2 separate regions of the Triticum aestivum genome follow, and region 2 is linked to region 1. Evidence: chromatin contacts called from public Hi-C data. All regions are on one chromosome and are shown on one strand. Each heading gives the region's core, a stretch centred on a gene start, on an enhancer-like site or on the middle of the called end of the contact. The rest is flanking DNA. Distances are from core to core; before and after follow the strand shown. Region 1 holds the start of LOC123190205 (36.4 kDa proline-rich protein). Region 2 holds the start of LOC123190207 (translation initiation factor IF-2).

The links. A called contact is a pair of places that touch in the nucleus more often than the background predicts.
Region 2: a contact with region 1 is called in a Hi-C map of leaf, with 4 times the contacts expected there. The contact joins the promoter of LOC123190207 here to the promoter of LOC123190205 in region 1. A contact is called at or near these places in 3 of 5 Hi-C or Micro-C datasets (all in leaf).

What each region holds. Positions count from the first base shown.
Region 1 is chr2A:682,434,222-682,439,680 of IWGSC CS RefSeq v2.1, forward strand. It overlaps LOC123190205 (36.4 kDa proline-rich protein), which reads right to left and starts at 1,556. Exons shown (of 1, transcript XM_044602802.1): 1 at 599-1,556. The coding sequence starts at 1,467. The coding sequence ends at 973.
Region 2 is chr2A:682,564,745-682,569,747 of IWGSC CS RefSeq v2.1, forward strand. It overlaps LOC123190207 (translation initiation factor IF-2), which reads left to right and starts at 1,646. Exons shown (of 3, transcript XM_044602804.1): 1 at 1,646-2,428; 2 at 2,636-3,595; 3 at 3,730-3,990. The coding sequence starts at 2,335. The coding sequence ends at 3,761. It overlaps LOC123190206 (ribosome maturation protein SBDS), which reads left to right. Exons shown (of 4, transcript XM_044602803.1): 3 at 155-328; 4 at 712-1,580. The coding sequence ends at 1,164. It overlaps LOC123191848 (ent-kaur-16-ene synthase, chloroplastic-like), which reads right to left. Exons shown (of 13, transcript XM_044604424.1): 13 at 4,553-4,915. The coding sequence ends at 4,553.

The sequences.
Region 1 (5,459 bases), core at 306-2,805:
TATTGTCTCCTGTCATCATTTTTCTTGTCTAGGGCCTCTTTGGGCCGTAAGATATTCACGAAAAGTTTTGAGGATTCCAATCTTTTTACCCGGTAGCAATCCATAGGATATGATATCTGAATCCTGCTTTTGTCATTATTCTGTTTTTAGTTTTTACTGCAAACTTGGTCATATTTTATGTTTTCTAGTTCTTTTCGTTCCAATCCAAAGAGGCCCCCGATGGCACGAACGCCAGAAATATTGATACCAGCGTCATTGACTCGGCCATGAGACCAGCCTATCAAGTGGTGAAAAGTATAAATATGATCATCTAGAGTCAGAGGATGACTTGTCATGCCGAGGAGGATTTGGAGTCAAAAATGCTAGACATACAAAGATTTATAAGCTTTTACAAGCTCTTTTCATCTAACAACCAATCACAAACCTCCCCCCCTCCCCTCCGATTTTCAAGGGGGTAGGCCGTCCCGCTCACTTGTTGACCAATAAAAACTAACCCATCTGTAAAAGCCTGTAAACTGTTTGTACGTGTAGCATTGCCGATTTGGAGTCGTAAAATTTTCCACAAAAAGGAAGACATGCATACATGCGAGAAGCTCCATACACATTACAATCACTTTATATATTATTCATAACTGTCAAAAAGAATGCTACACACCCAACATCACAACTCGCATGTATATTTGCACTTATGCACGATACAGTATATACTACTTGATACACATTTACACAACCGCATGTTCGCCGCTCCACACTGAAAGATAGTCAGAGCTAGCTGCCCATGCATGTATGTGTTATAGAGATTACACATGACATGTGTCATGCATGTATGTATGACCAAACATGCAGACACTCCGTATACGTACTTACCTTGAAAAGGCGCTAGCTCCATGCACGCGGGCATGCATGAGGATGCAGGTGGTGGTACAGTGGTATCTGGTATGTATGTAGGTGCTAATCGATGGAGGCCGGCGATCATGAAGGGCACTGGAACGAGGACGGCACGTGCTTGCCGCACTGGTTGACGAGCACCGAGATGGCGACGGGGAGCACGAGCTTGACGTTCAGCGCCTTGGCCTTGATGGTGGTGCAGAGGCAGAGCGCGGCGTCGAGGTCGGCCACGCCGGACAGCAGCGGGCAGCAGGTCTCGCTGGCGTTGGCGCCCACCACCGCGTGCACCAGCCCGTTGAGCGCGTCCACGCACGCCACCAGCTTCAGCACGTCCACGGGGCACTTGCCCGTCGGCGACGACGGCGCCGGAGGGCTAGGCGTCGCCGGCGTCGGGGGCGTCGGCGCGGGGGAGTACGGCGGCGGAGGGCACGGCACCGACGACGGCGGGGGCGGGGGCTTCACCTTCGGCGGCGGCGGCGGGGGAGGCGTCGTCGGGGTCGGGCAGCTGGGGCACGCCGACGAGGGCACGGACAGCACGGAGAGCAGCGCCACCAGCACGAGCGGCGCAATGCGGGCCATGGTGCCTGGCTAGCTAGCTTCGAGTTTGAAGTGCTCTAGCTTCTTGCTCTTGGCTAGCCTGCGCTGCGCTGGTCTGAGGGAAGAAGATGAAGCGGGGCGTGCTTATATAGGCGAGCGTGAGGTCGTGGTGCGACGGACGAACTGCTGGTGTGCGTCGGTCGCGGCTCGGTGGACACGGCGAAGTGTCGCGTACGCCTCAGTAGTCAGTACCCAGTCGTACACTGGCAGCGAGATTGTGGCTGGCGTGGACTCGGATGAATCCATCGACGGCCGCTTCTGACGACCAAGGTCTCCGTCGTTTTGTTCCTGGAATCATGCGTGTGTGGAAGATCGCCGATCGTGTGGTGCCTGCGTCTGCATGTCGCGGTTAAATCGGCAGACTCTGCCGAGCCAAGCCGTTTCAACCGTCGCACGCTAGTCGTTACATAGCCTCTGCTTTTTTTTTCTTAAAGGAGAGATGAAACCTTCCCATTTTTGGGTTGATTAAGGAGAAATTTGCCGTCCGTTTAATCTGAGAAAAACATGATGACAGTGGCACAAACTTGAAGGTCGCATCACCGAGAAGATCAATTTTTCACATATAAGTGGCTTTATCAGCACCCATGGCACCATGACTCAACGACTCCGACTTCACTGCGGACAAAGCGCCGTCATGCGGATCATCTCTAGGCATGCACCAAGTCCATGCATCCTGATACACTACGGACCACGGCATCCATCGATGAAGAGGCAACTCGGGTTTCGGTGGCTTGACTTGCAACTTGACATCGTTGCCGCACTTTAATTTGTTGCCCCTCGACACATCACCTCCGACTTCATCGCATCTTGGTGAATTGATGAGCCAAAACATTCAATCATAAGGGCGGAATACTAACATAAATATTGCGCAACATGATGCCCATCAATGTCCCTCATATGTAACTGTTGTCTCGGCACAACTTACACCACCCAAGCTCTGCTCTTGGGCATGACAAGGAAGAGTCATCGTCCAACCATATGCCGATCTCATTACCTTTCTTTTCTTCAAATGTAGTCATCCTCAATCTCAAGTGTCGGTAATGCCATAGGCTCGATGACACTGGAGACCAAAGAAGGAGACCTCACCAGAGTTAGGTGTTTGGGTTATGGGTGGTTAGTGTGATGCGTATCTGAATGGATTGAGTGTTTAGATGAAAGGCTTGATCCCGCCGCAAGTAACATAAATGACAAACTAGAGGCAAGATTATGCATAACATATGCGCCCATGTTGGCGGAAATGAGGCTATATTAAGGAGGTTGGAGGAAGATGAAGAAAATATTATTTGAGGAAAGAAATAATCTGAGCTGCCGGCAATCTCTTATCTTTAACGAAGCATGTTATGTTTCTCTTTGGATGAAATACATCCACAACCATCGAACTTGTGGAGTAGGTGCAATCTAGTCCTCAAACTCAGGAAATGCTCCACTTTGCTCCTCAAACATGCTAAAAATGGTCCCCGCAGGGTGATTTGTACATTTCTCATACTTGTGTAGTTGACCTGTGGCGTTTCTCTATTTTCTCTCACCGTCCGCGATAGAAAGCCAACACTCTCTTTTCCCTCACTATACATGTCAGAATGTATTGCTTTGTATTTATTTGGGAAAAGATTCCCAACCTTATACACAAAAAGGTTGCGCCAATATCCATCATCCAATCAATGGTGGATGTTTGACCGCTACATACTCGTGCAGCTAGAATCTCCACTACTGCTATTTATGATATCCCCAAACCCCTAAGTTTTTATCGATTTCTCCATATTCCTAATATGATAGCAGTATAACTTAGTCCTTTTTTGCGAATGAGTATAACTTAAAGTCTTGAATTGATGCAATTTTCTTATTAGTTTGTGGTATAGTGATACGAAACAAGAAGATGTTATTCATCACTAGGTCACTAACCAGTTGATAATCTCTGAAAAGAAAGGAAAACAACCGCAGTCTACAGAAAAGAGGACTAAGTTCTTGCCACGTTTTATCTAGTTTGTCAAGCATGAAGAACTAAATCTAGATCCTTACATATTGTGTAGTCTAGATATATTTTCTTTATGCTTTTGCATGTGGTATTCTTTTAACAGTTATAAGTTGTTTGTTTTTGGCCTGGGTCTTACTTTGATCATAGCTCCACCGCTGTTCATACATACGTTTGTACGTACTCTCTCTGTTTCAAAATAAGTCACTAGTAGAAAACAGGGCTTTGGTCCAGGCCGGGTCAGCCCATTAGTCCCGGTTCAGTCCAGAACCGGGACCAATGTGGGCATTGGTCCCGGTTCGTGAGCCCAGGGGGCCGGCCGGGCCACGTGGGCCATTGGTCCCGGTTCATCTGGACCTTTTGGTCCCGGTTGGTGGGATGAACCGGGACCAATGGGCCTCGCTCCTGGCCCATCATCATTGGTCCCGGTTGGTGGCTTGAACCGGGACCAAAGGCTCCCCTTTAGTCCCGGCTCATGTCACCAACCGGGACCAATGAGGTGCCTATATATACCCCTCGCTCGCGAGCAGAGCACTCCAGTGCTCTGTTTTTCTCTGGCCGAGGGGGAGAGGGCTTGGTGGTGCTCTAGCTCACCTCCTATGCACACAAGGTGTTCGATGGAATGCCCGAGCCACACTACTTAAGCTTTCTCCTCTCCAAGCTCGACCTCCAAGCTCCATTTTCCATAATATTTGTCTAGGTTTAGCGGTCCGTCACGCCCCGTCCCCGTCTTCACCGCCGTCGATCACCCGCGCCGAGCTCATCGCCGGCACCACCGTGGTGAGCCTCTTGTTCTTATCTTCTTTCTGAAAGGAAAAATATTCTTACTTGTATGTTTACATAGATACTTGTATTATTTTCTTACTTTTATTATTGCATCTTATATAGTGCGATGGTTTTGGTATCCGCCCCCGTCGGCCCTCGTCCTGTCTATGATTCGGATGTGGTATATATATTATCTTTATAACTATTGGTTCATTTATTGTTTATGAAAATTATGCCGACCAACGTGACATAGATTTTATTTATGTAGGATGTATGTGAATCGGAAATGCCAACCGACCCTATTGTCGAGAGGTTAAATTTAGTTGAAGAAGAAAACAATTTGTTGAAGGAAAAAATAAAAAAAATTGAGGAGGAGAAGATGATATTGGAGTTGCATGTTGCGGATGTCGTCGATGATCACAAGATCAAGATGGATGCAATGCGCTTGAAGATTAGAAAGATTAGAAAATATGCCATTCATACCGAGGCTTGGTATCATTATGCCGTTGGATCAATTGTTACCTTGGTTGCGATTATGATCGCATTTGTTTTCGCATTGAAATGTTTTACATAGTTTCAATGTATGGTTTAATTAATTAGATGCTCTGGAGAGCTATATGTTGTTAGATGAGAACTATGTATGCACTTTGGTTTTAATGTGATGATGAACTTCTATTAATTTGGACACTTAATTATATATAATGCACGCAGATGAACCGGCAATGGATGTACGGTGACAGACACACCCGCGAGTACATTAAGGGCGTGCATGAGTTTCTCGATGCGGCTGAGGCAAACAAGCAGAATGGTTTTATGTGTTGTCCATGCACTGAATGTGGGAATACGAGGTCTTACTCTAACCGGAAAATCCTTCACTCCCACCTGCTTTACAAGGGTTTCATGCCACACTATAATGTTTGGACGAGGCACGGAGAAATAGGGGTTATGATGGAAGACGGCGAAGAAGAAGAGTACGATGACAACTATGTGCCCCCTGAATACGGTGATGCTGCAACGGGGGGAGCTGGTGAAGATCAAGAGGAACCAGACGATGTGCCCAATGATGCTGCAACGGGTGAAGCTGCTGAAGATCAAGAGGAACCAGACGATGTGCCCGATGATGATGATCTCCGCCGGGTCATTGTCGATGCAAGGACGCAATGCGAAAGTCAAAAGGAGAAGCTGAAGTTCGATCGCATGTTAGAGGATCACAAAAAAGGGTTATACCCCAATTGCGAAG
Region 2 (5,003 bases), core at 396-2,895, 130 kb after region 1:
ACCTGTGTTTATGCTTTTACCTTGGTTATTATTACCTGCGCTTGGGACAATGTGACGGAGGTCGTAATATACTAATATTGTTATAGTACATCTGTGTAGACTTGTTATCTACTCCCGTTTCCTTTTTTAATTTGTATCTTCATCCATATTTCAGGCACTGAAAGTTATTAAGAAGCTAATTGAGAACCCTAAATACCGTATAAAGCGTGCACCATTGACAGTGCGATTCATTGCACCTAAGTCCAATCTTTCTGGCCTTATGGAGAAGCTTGATGGGTGGAATGCAATTGTTCTTTCAAAGGATGAATCTGCCGATCAGTCTTCCATTGTAAGTCTTTTAGATTATCTTTTCCAAGCTGTTAATGTGTTGCCTGATTATGATTTCTATCATGTGAGTTCCCCCATTGAACTTGTGTTTCGTAAGTTATAATAGGATGCTGTACTCATTCTGGTCCCCCCAAAAATGCTATACAGCTGGTGAATGGTTTATGCTATCATTTAGTGGGAGTTCTATTACTGAGAAGCTTGCCCGTTTTCTCCTTTTGTACCTTTCAGTCACAATGATCTCAACATTCAAGTCTACTTAGGCTGCTTTGTGTTCCTCTCCTTTGTGACACTGATGCAATTATTGTCCAAATTCATGATATCTTCATGTCATGTTTCACCCTATTAGTTGGTGTACTATACTTAATTCCGAATAACATATTGCAGGTATGTGAGATTGAACCATCTGTTCTGCACTCGTGTGAAGAGAAACTGAAGGACGTGCAAGGGAGGGTGGAAGTACTCTCGGTGTCGGCACACAAAGAAAGTGGCTCTTCTACAGATCAATATGACAATGTCGAGGACAATGTGGAGAAGGCACAGCCCGTGCCTGCGAAGGAGTCTGGTGCTGTTGCTCAGCTAAGTGAGACCATGCAGAAACAGAGCCTTTCGAGTGAAGTGGAAAGCCAGGGCCAGGCACCAGGCAAGCCGCAGAAAAGATGCAAAGAATGTGACATATTCATGGAGGACAAGCTGTACAGAGACCACTGCAAGTCCGGGTGGCACAAGCACAACTACACACGCCACAAGAATGGGCTTCCTCCGCTCAGCCAGGAGGAGTGCTTAATGGAAATGGAGATGGCAGATTCCCAGAGGGGTCTGAAGGACTACGATTTCTGAGGTGGGTTTTGTCTAGAACTCCCTGTCACCATGCCTTTGAGGCCGAGAAATGGCATGCACAGGCCATGAATTTTGCAGCCTTGTTGTTTCCGTGGACATGGTCATCATTTGGTAAATGCTGGTATGAAGTGGGGAACGAGTTTTGCGAGACGCTAGCAAGTTTATAAAATGTAATCGGGTTACATCGTGTGAATGTGAACTGTGAAGGTAGTAGAACCTGGCTCATGTGTATTTGGCTGAGTAAACCTGTGGCAGCTCTGATGTTTGCGGCATGAACTGTAACGTGATGCTATATGGTACGGTCTTGAGTACGCGCCTGTTATGGAGGTGAACCAACTTAATGCAACATATGTATATCGATTTTGCAACTTGATGTTGCTTGGGTACTGATATATGAATTCCGGGGTTGTTGTTTATTATTGGCTGTTGGCCTGCTGTAGGTGAAAAGAAAAGGCAGATACAGCAGGTATCAGCCAGTTGTTTGGTGCGTTGATAAGGCATGTAAAAGGCGTGCAAAATGATCACATATCGCACTAGGAAAGATGATCACATCCACTGATCAGAAGCAAAGTAGAGAGTAGGACGTGAAAGAGAGCAGCGATGTATAGTTTCTTGTAACACCTGAAGTCATGAGTAGATACCTCTGCTCTGTCCATGTTCGCTGACGATGAGAAACACTGCGCGCTTTCCTTTCCTTTCCTTGAGCAAGCGGAGAAAGGGCAGACAGCCTTGTGTCTTGTGTGGTGGCATCAGCTCAGTTGGCCTGGTCGTTTGCCCCGGTGGCAAGCTAAGCACAGATACCAAAACTGAGCGGCAAGAAAGGCAGAAGAAGCACACTAGTAGGATGCAAGTGACGGGGACGCTTCCTGGAGAAAGCGAAAAGAGTTGGCTCAACAGCAGGCAGGATCATCGTCGCCACGCCACCACACCTCACTTACATCTACTACATGGATCATCGATCTGCCCTTTTTCCTCTTTCTGCCGCCGGCTTTTCCACTGCTTTCTTCTCCTCTTACCGATGGCCGCTTCCACCTCCGATCCACGCTTCCTCTTCTTCAGCTATAATATAACAAGCGCCTGCTCCTCCTCGAGTGGTGCAGTAGACAGTAGTAGTGGCTACCGGTGTCAGTAGAGGGCAGAGCAAGCAACCGACCGTGGTGAGTGGTGACCATGGCGCGCAACTGCAGAATCAGCAGCTTGCCGCCGCCGCCGTCGATGCTCTTCTTCTTCCTGCTCCTCATGCTCTGTACCACCTCGCACTGCGGTAAGCTCACTGCTCCCAGCCCATCCAGTGAACCAAGATACTGTAACGGCGTCTTTTAAAAAAAATCCTTATTCGTTTCTTCTCTTCTGCGTTTGAGTGGTGTCACTGGAGTGAACACAGTGTCGGATCTCAGTGACCAGCTCTCGCTAACCTGTCTGTTAACCTGCATTGTGCTCACTAATTGGAGTCTTTGTGTTGGTGGAGCAGAGGCGAGAGCTCTGAGGCAGAGCAAGAGGAACTCGCTGATGAGCGTGCTCTTCAAGCTCAACTTCGCCAGGGCGGTGGAGCCGACGCAGCCGCCGCCCCCTCCCTCGTCGCTCGATGCCAGCGCTGGCAGCGACGCCGCGAGCGCGAGTCTCGCCGCCGTCGATGCCCCGTTCTGCGTCAACCCTCCTGACGCTCCCCCCTCGTCGTCGTCCACGCCCCCCTTCACCTCCACGGCGCCCTCCTCCACCACCCCGTCCGTGCCGGACCAGCTGCCGCCCATCACCCCCGTCCCGCCCTCCTTCGAGCCCAGCCCGCCGGCCGACGGCGGTGGCGCCACCCCGGGCTCCAGTCCGGGGCTGGGCACGCCGGCGTCCACGCCCACGCCCATCAACCCGCCGCAGTTCGCCCCGAGCCCGCCTGGGACGGCGCCGCCCAGCCCGATCGTCGTTGTGCCGAGCCCGCCCGACGAATTCGGCCCAGGCTCGGGCGGCGGAGGACAGGGAGGAGGCGTAGGAGGAGGGGGCGGTGGTGGAGGAGAGGGAGGAGGTGGTGGTGGTGGAGGAGGAGAAGGAGGAGGAGGAGGAGGCGGAGGCGTAGGAGGAGGAGGAGGAGGCGGTCTAGGAGAAGGAGGAGGTGGCGGAGGGGGAGGAGGCGGCGGGTTCATGCCGCCGATCATCTACCCGCCGCCGCTGGCCCCTCCGATGGCGCCGGGGTCCGGGCAGGCGCTGTGGTGCGTGGCGAAGCCGACAGTGCCGGACCCGATCCTCCAGGAGGCCATGGACTACGCGTGCGGCTCCGGCGCCGAGTGCCGGTCCATCCAGCCGTCCGGCGCCTGCTCCCAGCCGGACACCGTGCTGGCCCACGCCTCCTACGCCTTCAACAGCTACTGGCAGATGACCCGGGCCAACGGCGGCACCTGCGACTTCGGCGGCACCGCCACCATCGTCACCAGCGACCCAAGTAAGTCCTCAAACCTCGACTGACCGAAAGCTCCATCCACCCATCCATGCTATGCCATGCCACTGCCATGCATAAATCCTCATGATCGATCTTGATTTCTTACCATGGGTTTCTGTCCGTCATGATCTCTGCAGGCTACGACAGTTGCGCGTTCAACCTTGTATGAGGCTGCAGATCGATGAGCCAATTTTCTGTTCCATTTGTTTCGAGGCCACGCAGCACCGCAGGCTTAGTAAGGAGTAGCTGAGATTAGTGTGATTTTGATTCTGGCAAGACTGCTGATACCGTGTAAAGGCGATTCCTTGACATGTGCATTATACTAGTAGCTTCTTGGGCAGGAAGATGCTTAATCGTGCGTGCCCCTCTTGTAACTTTAAACCTTCTTGACCAAATTAGTTTAGTTTAAGCCAATGATGTATGCCTAACTTGGTGTTCACGCTAACCCAGTTAGTAGCACTAGGAAAGTTGGATTCTGTCCGATCACGCACGAGCTCGACTCTTTGTTCCACACTTGATCCAACTAAGCATCTCCAGACAAACATAGTACTCCCTCCGTAAAGAAATATAAGACCGTTTAGATCACCGAAGTAGTCATCTAAACGCTCTTATATTTCTTTACAAGATAGTACTACGTGATAACTAAGATTGAGAAGGATATATATAGACACAAGAACCCAGTGAAACAGCTCCATATTGACAGGACAAAATGCAGGAAATGCACTTTAGCTAGCTACCGGAGCACTGACAAATTACAAACAGCCAAGAACACGATGCAGCAGAGTTGACAGGGTAAGGTTTTACACACGCGCCTTACAGCAGATACGAAGCTTAATTCACATCAACGCCGTCAAAAATCAAATAAGTAGCACTAGTAGTATTTGTTCCTGCTTACGCCACATACACGGAGTGTATGTCTACTGCCGGCTGTATCCGTCCCATCAGCTCTTTTTTCTGTTTTCAAGAGAGCACCTGATTGGAAACCCTTAATTTTTCTGATTGCATGGCCGGCGATGGGTTCCTGATCTGGGGTTTCAGTGGCTCGCTGATAACTGCATTCACCGCACTCACCATTTCGCTCGGCGAGCTAAATCCATCGGTCTGGGAGTAGAACAAGTGAACTGTCTTGCACATCTTCCAGAACAGCTCCTTGCACGGCCTAGGAACAGCAGTGTCTTCCCTAAGAACCAGCTTTAGCAAGTCTTTTCTACATGACGCTATGGACTTCCGTTTCGTTTCTTTAGCCGTTTCAATTGACATAGAACCACCACTGTGGTGAACAAGTAGTGAGACATAATCCAGGTTTCCCTCCATGCTCTCCCTCTGTTACAAATAGATCAAAAAACTGTCAGAGCAACCAAATTACAGCTTTTTTTTCGAAAAGGGTTAAGACCCTGGCCTCTGCATCATC